Regions from separate parts of the Mus musculus genome. Here regions 2 and 3 are each linked to region 1. The links are chromatin contacts, called in public ChIA-PET maps. All regions are on one chromosome and are shown on one strand. The core of a region is the stretch at or near the end of the contact, and the rest is flanking DNA. Distances in the headings are between cores, read along the strand shown. Region 1 overlaps Abcb1b (ATP-binding cassette, sub-family B (MDR/TAP), member 1B). Region 2 holds the start of Tmem243 (transmembrane protein 243, mitochondrial). Region 3 has its middle 34 kb from the start of Slc25a40.

Evidence for each region. ChIA-PET counts read pairs in DNA pulled down with a chosen protein or histone mark.
Region 2: a contact with region 1 is called in an RNA polymerase II ChIA-PET map of memory CD8 T cells, with 46 read pairs. The contact joins the promoter of Tmem243 here to the enhancer-like site in region 1. A contact is called at or near these places in 4 of 39 promoter capture datasets (the 3T3-L1 cell line, the C10 cell line, embryonic stem cells and 1 more), 1 of 15 datasets of contacts at CTCF or cohesin (the NIH/3T3 cell line), 1 of 484 Hi-C or Micro-C datasets (embryonic stem cells), 6 of 115 datasets of contacts at active chromatin or transcription factors (effector CD8 T cells, embryonic stem cells, memory CD8 T cells and 1 more) and 4 of 9 other capture datasets (adipose tissue, embryonic stem cells, liver and 1 more).
Region 3: a contact with region 1 is called in an RNA polymerase II ChIA-PET map of memory CD8 T cells, with 23 read pairs. The contact joins two enhancer-like sites. A contact is called at or near these places in 1 of 15 datasets of contacts at CTCF or cohesin (large pre-B cells), 1 of 484 Hi-C or Micro-C datasets (bone marrow-derived macrophages), 4 of 115 datasets of contacts at active chromatin or transcription factors (effector CD8 T cells, embryonic stem cells and memory CD8 T cells) and 3 of 9 other capture datasets (adipose tissue, embryonic stem cells and pancreatic islet).

Annotation. Positions count from the first base shown.
Region 1 is chr5:8,837,963-8,840,989 of GRCm38.p6, forward strand. The region is part of intron 21 of Abcb1b (ATP-binding cassette, sub-family B (MDR/TAP), member 1B); the gene reads left to right. Among named protein-coding and RNA genes, the nearest start is that of Gm5106, 41 kb to the left of the region's middle. Within about 2 kb of position 1,314, at least 29 of the 459 cell types and tissues checked have an H3K27ac peak or open chromatin away from gene starts, as enhancers often do. A contact at or near this core is called in effector CD8 T cells and memory CD8 T cells, where this site is marked.
Region 2 is chr5:9,099,194-9,102,133 of GRCm38.p6, forward strand. Tmem243 (transmembrane protein 243, mitochondrial) reads left to right here and starts at 1,544. Exons shown (of 5, transcript NM_001081029.1): 1 at 1,544-1,666; 2 at 2,024-2,202. The coding sequence starts at 2,125.
Region 3 is chr5:8,455,036-8,458,133 of GRCm38.p6, forward strand. No RefSeq gene overlaps it. Among named protein-coding and RNA genes, the nearest start is that of Slc25a40, 34 kb to the left of the region's middle. Within about 2 kb of position 1,721, at least 51 of the 459 cell types and tissues checked have an H3K27ac peak or open chromatin away from gene starts, as enhancers often do. A contact at or near this core is called in effector CD8 T cells and memory CD8 T cells, where this site is marked.

The DNA of each region.
Region 1 (3,027 bases), core at 64-2,563:
CCTGCAGAGCATAGCTGAGGGGAAGTGGGCAATGCATCTGTGTCTCAGAGACTGACTGACAGCTGCTTTTGACAGCTTTTCTGGTTTCAGTCATTGTCTCCACTTTCTCCTGGGTCCCCATCCAACCTGCTCCTTCTTTCTCTCCTTCTGTCTTTTCTCTCCCCCTTTCCTTCTCTCCCCCATCTTCTCTGTTGTTCTTTCTCTAAACCATTCCTTTCTCAGGAATGTAGACCTGCTTTGTTATGAATGACGCGGGACACTCATTATGGGACCGTCCACCTAGTGTTATTCTTTCTGTCTTAGATTATCTACCGTTCTTTCCCCTTTGTATGCCTCTTCCTCCCTCCCACATAGTTCCCCTTCACTCATCCCTCATTGATGTGCACACTCAGCTAAATTTTGTTCCACAGTTTGACAAATGCTTTTGAGGGACTTACTGGGTTTCCTGGCAAATGTTTTATTTCTTGCAATGAGACCCTGAGAGATATGTTCTGTTAGAACCTCATTTTTTTTCTAGGTGAGGCTGACAGATATGTAAGTGTGCCTTTCATGCCTTAGAGCCCATCACTCCTGGAGCCAGAATTCAAACTCAGGCTGCGGTACTCCAATTAGCTAGGAATCTACATTCTGTTATGATAGAGGTAGTCGTATAGCACACACTCTGCAGAAATGAGATTTTGGAAGAGCTGACCCCCTTCTCCCCCCCCCAGCCCCCAAAATGAGCCCAGTGTCTACTGGGGCTATATCTGCTGAAGGACAGTCCACATTCCCAAGACTTAGTGCCAGGTCCCCAGGGGGTGGGAAAGGTTTGGATACAAGCCAACCTATCCTTCAGATCTTTCAGTGGCTTCTAACCAGCTGCATGCAATCTGAGCTTTGTGCCCTAGTGCTTGATGACTGTTCTTCTCCTGCACTCCACTTCCTTCTCCACACTGCTGTGGCCAGCAGGGGCTTTTTGCCCCTTTCTGATTCCCTTGGACCTCACGGATGGCCTCTTTACATCATCCAGGTTTCTGAACTGCATTTTCAAAGGCCCTTCACACTGCCTGAGTGTGTGCTTCCTCCCCTCGGCCTCGAGGTTTCTCTTTTCTTTCTTTATTAATGAATGGTGTGACTTCCTTGCTAAAACCTAAGTTCCATGAAGCACGAGGCTGTCTCTGATGCTTTCCCTCTAAAGGAATGAGGTAAGCTTGAGGTTTCTGAGCAGTTCTGTGTAATGTAGAAGAACACGTATACTCAAGCATATGATGTTAAGAGCTGCTTGTATCCCAGCAACGCAGTGTCAGGGCCTTCTTACCTAGTGACAGTATGACGTCACAGACTGTTCATGTTTCCTGTGTTTGATGTCAGAGCCTCACTCACAGCGTCTGTGAAGTATGGGCCTGCTCATCATTTTCTGTCTATGATGTCAGAAGATGCTCATAGCCTTCACCCTGTCAAAGGCTTGTGCCTGTGTTCAGTCATGTTGCTAAGAACTAATGAGTATTTGTTGAAAAACAATGTAGTTTCTTTTTTTCAGTCTTGAAAGCCATAATTAAATTTGAATTCTGTTGAAGGCAGAAGGAGGATGGTGAAGAGGCTTATTCTTTTTTTTTTCAAAATCACACATTTTTTTTCCTGCAAAATTATTTTGTAAACAATACTTTCTGAAAGAAACCGCTATTTTTACTCTTTCAGCTAAAAGTTCTTTTTGTGTGGGGGAGGATCACTTAGTTTTAAAAACTTGTAGAGAATGAAGCCTAATTAAGAGTCCACATTTAAGGCTTTTCCTAATTGCTTCATTGTGCCTTGAAATGAAGAGATTGTCCCATGAAGTCTGTGCTGTAAAGCCTCACTTTCATCAGCAGTATGCACACTGAGAAAACATGACATTCTCAGACTCACCGCAGCCACGGCATCCTTGCCTCAGAAAGTGATGTGCAGGAAATCTTTATCTTTGTTGATCTGACCATGGATCTTGTTTTCTGTCACACATTGCTGTGGTTTGTACAGTGGTCCTTCTAACCCCGAAAGCTCTTCTATTATTTGAACAGTTATAATTACAAATACTTGTAACGTATCTTACTAAGATAATCTGAATAAATTCTTTTCTCTAGCATCTTTTCCTTACTGTCAGGATTTTTAAAAAAAATACATATATATTTGGTGTGTGAGTATGCAGTTGTATGTGAGCATGGGTGCCTGTGCATATGTATAGGAGGTAAGAGGTCAGCATCAGGGGTGTACTGGCTAGTTTTGTGTCAACTTGACACAGCTGGAGTTATCACAGAGAAAGAAGCTTCAGTTGGGGAAATGCCTCTATGAGATCCAACTGTAAGGCATTTTCTCAATTAGTGATCAAGGGGGAAAGGCCCCTTGTGGGTGGGACCATCACTGGCCTGGTAGTCTTGGGTTCTATAAGAGAGCAGGCTGAGCAAGCCAGGGGAAGCAAGCCAGTAAAGAACATCCCTCCATGGCCTCTGCGTCAGCTCCTGCTTCCTGACCTGCTTGAGTTCCAGTCCTGACTTCCTTTGGTGATGAAAAGCAATGTGGAAGTGTAAGCCGAATAAGCCCTTTCCTCCCCAACTTGCTTCTTGGTCATGATATTTGTGCAGGAATAGAAACCCTGACTAAGACAAGGGGTCATTTCTCAAAAGCCATCTGCCTTGTCTTTGAGTTGGAGACCTTGAGCCCACTGATTAGGCTACGCTGGCCGGGCAGCAAGGATCCCCTGTCTCCTTCTCTAGTGCTGAGATTGCAAGTAAAGTGAGAGAGGAAGTGTGTGTGTGTGTGTGTGTGTGTGTGTGTGTGTGTGTGTGTGTGTGTGTTGAACACATCCAGAGAATGGTCTGCTATAGCCACACCTTCAGATTTAAATGAACTTATAAAGTGTACAGCTAACAAACCAAAGTAAAAGAACAGTAGCGAATAGTAGACAGGTGGAAGCAACAGATAATTGACAGAGTGTATCTAATAAGGTACTGAGAACATACAGCCATAGTGATTGATAGGCCGAGAGAGCAAATGGAGGTAACATCAAATCGGGAC
Region 2 (2,940 bases), core at 294-2,793, 260 kb after region 1:
AAAGTTTTAGTAGTTTTTGGTGAACCAAAGTAATATTTTCCCGAGGAGCCAGTGAGGTTTCTGGTTTGAAAACAATTATGTACAAGTAGAACCAGGAGAGAGTTACTCTGTTCAGTCGACAGAACGATTTCTGCCCGGCCTGTGACCTAAATATGAATATTCTAAATGCTTCCTCCCCACCCAGTCACCACAGCAGCAGAGCACAGAGGTGAATATAATTTCCAAATATGTATGTTACCTATTTTACTATAAAACGTTGCCTATATGTTCTCTTGTTTCTCAAATAACTATACTTTAAAAAATATACTTGTATTTAAAGTCTTTATTTTTTCCCAGAATAATATTTCCAGAACTTTAACCTTTCAGAATTTTAGACTTTATGGATTTTGATTTGACTGTATATCAAATTTGGTATTATGGCATCTTTTGGGGTTGTTGACCAAGGCCCATAATTACTGTGTTATTTTGGTGGATAGTTGCTTAGCACACAGCAGATTCTCAAAGTATTGTTAGTTTTTATTTTATTATTTTGAGACAGGGTCTTGCTACTTAGTCTAGACTGTCCCTAATATTCAAAGGATTACAGCCTAGAGCCTCAAAAATATTTTTTGTTGAATGAAACTGAATATAAGTAAGTGAATTAATTTGTAGGACCTTTTAATATGAATCTTTAAATAGAACTTTTAATAGAAGTGGGTGCTGGATTATGTAGTATTGCTGTTGTTAAGGTAAAGTCGCGAGTAAACAGCTAATTTGTAAAACACGTGTAATGATTGGGCAATGGGGATATGTATAATACTTACGTGTACTCAGGGCTGGAAGTTCGTTGTGGTTGTTATTCCATCCCTTGTTCTAAACTGTTGCGTGGCACTGGAACCCATGTCTAGATTCTAAGCGTTCGTGGAGGTATCGCTTCAGCTTAGAGTCTCCTGCACACTAACACTTTCCGAACTTTCTTGAATCTAGCTAGGTATTAGTGTCAGCCCAATCCTATTAGTGTAGTTGTTTGGTTTTTAGCTTTTAGGAAGAACTTCAAATGTAGAGCGACGGTACTTGTGCAGCTTGTCCATTCCATTCAGCTCTCTAAGCCCCAAGACTCCAAAAAGGCCCAAGATGCGAAGCTCTGGCCTGTGGCAGCACCCCCACTGGACCAGGCAACGAAATACCTAACTGTTTATGTAAACTAGGACCTCTTATTCTGTGTGTAATACAGAATAAAACACGCATACACGATTGCCTCCGATACTGTAAAGTGTCCACATCCAAATCCTGGAGTGGTCGAAGCAGGTTGTCGGGTTTTAAGACGCCAAATTCGAGTCGGTCTTCAGAACCCTGCTTTAGCCACTACGTGCACCGCGCAGCCGCCAATTGCCAAGAGGCGGAGAAACGCTTGGCAGCGGGGACCCGCGCCTCGGTGGGACGACCCGCACCTCTGTAAATAAAGCTCTGCAGCCCAGGCGGCGCCTCTGCCCGTGGGATTGGCTGCCTGAGTCGTGACGCGATCTGGGCGGGCCCGACCGGTTTGCGACAGTGGCCGCAGGTCCCGGACCGGAGAGCCCGGGGGGACTCGCCGCACGGCGCCGGCGTCCGGCCGGCGTGTGGGGGCCACGGCTCGGGGTCGCGGCCGCTGCCTGGATCCGCCGCGCGCGCGGCGCGGGACGCCGAGGTCTGGCTTGCGGGCGCAGCCGGGGCTGCGGGGAGCACGGGGGACGGGACGCGAGCGGGCGGATGCGGAGCTCTCAGCCGAGCTAGGGTGGTGTGCGGGGCCGCCCGGCCCGCAACTTCACTCCCGCCGCCCCGCCGCGCGGGGGACTCGCGCCAGGCAAACTTTCTCCCGGTGGAGCCCCGGCCGAGATTGGGGGCGGCGGGCGCGGGCGGGGCGGCGGCCAAGCGCTGTTTGTTTCCTTTCACTTCCCGCGGCGGCCGCTGGAGATGAGGACGGCGGGGCTGGGGCGGAGCGGCCAGGGGCCCCCGGGAGTGACAGTCGCCCCGTCGGGATTTCCCGCCCTCCCCACCCCCCCAGGGCCCGGGCCATGCGTGCGCCGTGAGGGGCGGGCGTCCGGACTTCGCGAGCTGATGCGGACTCGCTTTTGAGCGTCCGGGGACGAGCGAAGCAGCCCTAAAATGGAGGACTTTGCTACCAGGACCTACGGGACCAGCGGCCTGGATAACAGACCTCTGTTCGGGGAGACGTCTGCCAAGGTGAGTGCGGGAGTGGGCCCCGGGCCAGAGTGCGAGAATCCCGCCTCCCTCCACCCCGCTGGCTCCTTGCAGCCTGCCTGGAGGGTACTTGGAAGTGGGAAGAACTGTTCTTGCCGTCCCGCCCCTCTCTTGGGATGTTTGCCCTGCACTCTGCACCAAGAGCAGTTTGGAGTGGAGAAAAGTTCAGAAAGTTCTGGGCAGTTTGTGGGAAGCCCTTACGGAGAGTGCGGAAACCCCACCGTGGAGGGAAAGTCCTGCGAAGGTTGCATAAGCGCACTTTCCAGCTCCACACTTCAGGTGTGCGTCCAGGGCTTTAGTGGTTTCAGGAGTGCATCGAGAGCCCAGGGTTGCTTCTGATGATTGCTTACCTAGAGTTCTTAAGAGGATGAGGATGTGAAGCAGCTCCATGAAGGTGGATGTTGGCCACAATCCCAGGAGGTGATCAAACAAAGGGTCCCAGCTCTCAAATAGGCAGAGGCACTAACCGTTTTCTAGAAGCTTGACTAGATAGAGCCTCTGGCCTGCAGTCAACAAAAGTCTTTCTCTGTACTTAGCGTTAACTTTCTGAAACTTGCTCCCCACCCCCAGCCCCCTTGCCTTGGGGACAATCAAGAAACTCTGTATTCAGCATAAAACTTTCTCAGAAGTCAGGGCAAGATTAACCTGTAGCTCTCTTACCCTCCCCCCCCCCCCACTTGTAAATGACGTTGGTGACTGTAGACCCCCTGACCCCTGATA
Region 3 (3,098 bases), core at 471-2,970, 380 kb before region 1:
GTTCCCCCTGGGTTACTCCTAACTCCAGTGGGGCAGCCCTCTGGGCCATGTTCTCTTGGCCCTTAGCCCATGGTGGCTCGCCTCCATCCTGCATGTTCTTTGTGGCAGAACCTTCCCCTAATGAATAAAGATTTCAAGGGGCCAATCACTGGGTGAGGAGTAGGTGGAACTTCCCAGTTGGGGAGAGGAAGAAAGAAGACTTCCTTTTAGACCAGAGAGAGCTTGGAGGCACAATGTAGGTACCCAGAACACACAAACACACACATCAGGTTAGAATATATATAACTTAATTTATATAACTTAAAGTAGCTTACAAAATTATGAAGATAGTTTCTGTGCCCAGCATTGTGTTACCCGTTGATCCTAAGCTAAGATTGTGTGGTTTTTCTTCAAGTGGAGTCTCAACTGGGATCCAGAGAAAAGTACGACGACAGGGCACCCCAGCCAGCAACGGGAATTGGGAAGTGTGGGCCATGGGTGGCAACATCCCACCATGGGAACTTAGCATCCTAGTGGGAGAACTCTGGCTGGCCTGGCCTGGCCTCCTGTGCCTTGCCAGTGATAGTGTGGATTACCATTTAACATTTCACACAATACTTCTTCCTGTATTCCTGGTGCCTTCTTCCTGCTCTCTCCTTGTGGTCTCTCTAAGCCCACCTGTGTCTCTTCTGCCCAGCTATTGGCTGTTGGCATCTTTATTCTCCAATCAGAATTACTTTGGGGCCTTCACTTAGCATTACAGTTGACAGGAAGAGAGAAACCACAAAAGTGATTTCCTTTCCTTTTTTTTTTTTTAATTAAAATATGTTGTGCTTGCTTAGAAGTACCACTGGCTTTCATATACAATCACTATAAAATGCTATGAAATACATACATGAAAGTTCATTATTAAACTTAACCTTTCCCTTAAGTTGTTATATTTCTTTTTTATTGTTAGAAAAGAGCAGGGAACAGAGCATAGAAACATATTTGAAATAGTATTATTGTTAATATGGGAAAAGGTCCCCTATTCTTGCCAAAAAAAAGTGATTAGGACAAAAATAAGTTAACTACATTTTTGTTAGTGACACATTGCAAGCCATGCAGCTGGATAAGAAGTGTAAATTGGGACTGGAAATCTGGCTCAGCTTACAAGCATTGACTGCTCTTCCAGAGAACCTGAGTTCCTTTCCCAGCAACCACATGGTACTTCACAACTATCTGTAGCTTCAGTTCCAGTGGGCTTCCACAGGCACTACATACACGTAGTATATATACATACGTGTCTATATACATAAGAGTGTAGGCAAAACACCCATACACAAGAAATTGTTTTAAAAAATGACATTTTCCCTACTTTTAACTCATTAGCATTAATATTTGGAAAATAACTTTGTTTTATAGTAGTATTTGAATACATTTAGTTTCTGAAATAAATATTACTCTTTAAATTTTCTCCAAAACTTTTCTCTTCTAAATTAATGTAACCATTGTTGGCTTGAATGGCTATCCTCAGATATCACATTATAGTAACAAACTAAGCTTTTGACCCTGTATGCTTGTTAGGTTTTTGGTGCATTCACGTGGGATTTGCAGAGTGTATATGCACGTTCTTTGTCATGTGGTTGGTTGTTGCCTGAATGTGAGACGTTCCTCATACGTGCCTATGTTTAAACACTCAGTCCACAGTTGGTAGCCTTGTTTTAGAAGTTGTGGGTTCTTTAGTAGCTAGAGCCTTGATGGAGACAGTGAGTCACTGTGGGTGGGGCTTCAGGTTGGCACTCTTTCTCTAGGTTGGCAGTGCAGTGTAACCAGCCTGCTTCACACTCTTGCTGCCACCACGATAAGCTACATTCCTGGGGATAAGCCACAATGGACACTTCTCTCAAGTTGCTTCTTTCTAGGGATTTGGGCAAAATGACAATCCTAGTGATGATTATTATAAAGGATACAAACTTAAGGTTTAATGTTAAAGAAAAGTTAAGTTCTCATAATTTATTACTGAAATACTGTTTTTAAAGAAATGTATTAAAACCTTTAACCACATACACATTAACCTAATACATATCTGGCTTTTTACAAAATGGAGTAAAATTCAATTTTCCCCAAAAATGTTCTTGCATATGACACATGATTTTTTTTTCTCTACTTTTCTTGGGCATAAATTTAGGGACACATGAAAATTTTATTCACTGTATTACTTTTACATTTTTCCAAAATTAGAATTAGAATTCTAAAATTCCCATTTTAGAATTAGAGACTGTTGCTTTTATTTGTTAATCTGTCAACATTTATTAAGACATTTTAAATCTGGAAAGATAGCTCAATAGGTAAAGATGTTTGCCACCAAGCATAACAACCTGTGTTCAAGCCCCAGGTTCCACACAGGATAGAATCAGTTCTGACAACTGGGGCAAGTAACCCAACAGTCTGAAAGCCTCCCTGGAGTTCTGTACACAGGGGAACAGAAACCACAGTCCATAGGCCTCCCTGGAGAACATCTGCACACAGGGCAACAAGTTGACTGCTCCTCTGAAAACCAAAGAGTCTAAAGGCCTCACAGGAGATCTACTGCAGCCAGGGCAACGGATACTTAGCTCCTCTACCCCTCTTAAGACCCCACAGTTGGAAGGCCCCACGGAAGGAAGAAATACAGGAAAACACAATCAAACAGATGAAGGAATTGAATAAAGCAGTCAAAACCTAAAAGTGGAAGTGGAAACAATAAAGAAAACACAAATGGAGACAACCCTGGAAATGGGAAACCTAGGAAAGAGGTCAGGAATTACAGAGGTAAGCATCACCAACTTGAGTTGTTCAGTTTCCATGGGTATGTGGGCTTACTGTAGTTTTGGTTCTTACTGAAGACCAGCTTTAATTCGTAATCGTCTGATAGGATGCATGGGATTATTTCAGTCTTCTTGTATTGGTTGAGGCCTGTTTTGTGCCCAATCATATGGTCAGTTTTGGAGAAGGTACCATGAGGTGCTGAGAAGAGGTATATTGTTTTGTTTTAGGGTGAAATGTTCTGTAAATGTCTGTTAAATCCATTTGGTTCATAACCTCTATTAGTTTCACTGTGCCTCTGTTTAGTTTCTGTTTCCATGATCTGTCCATTG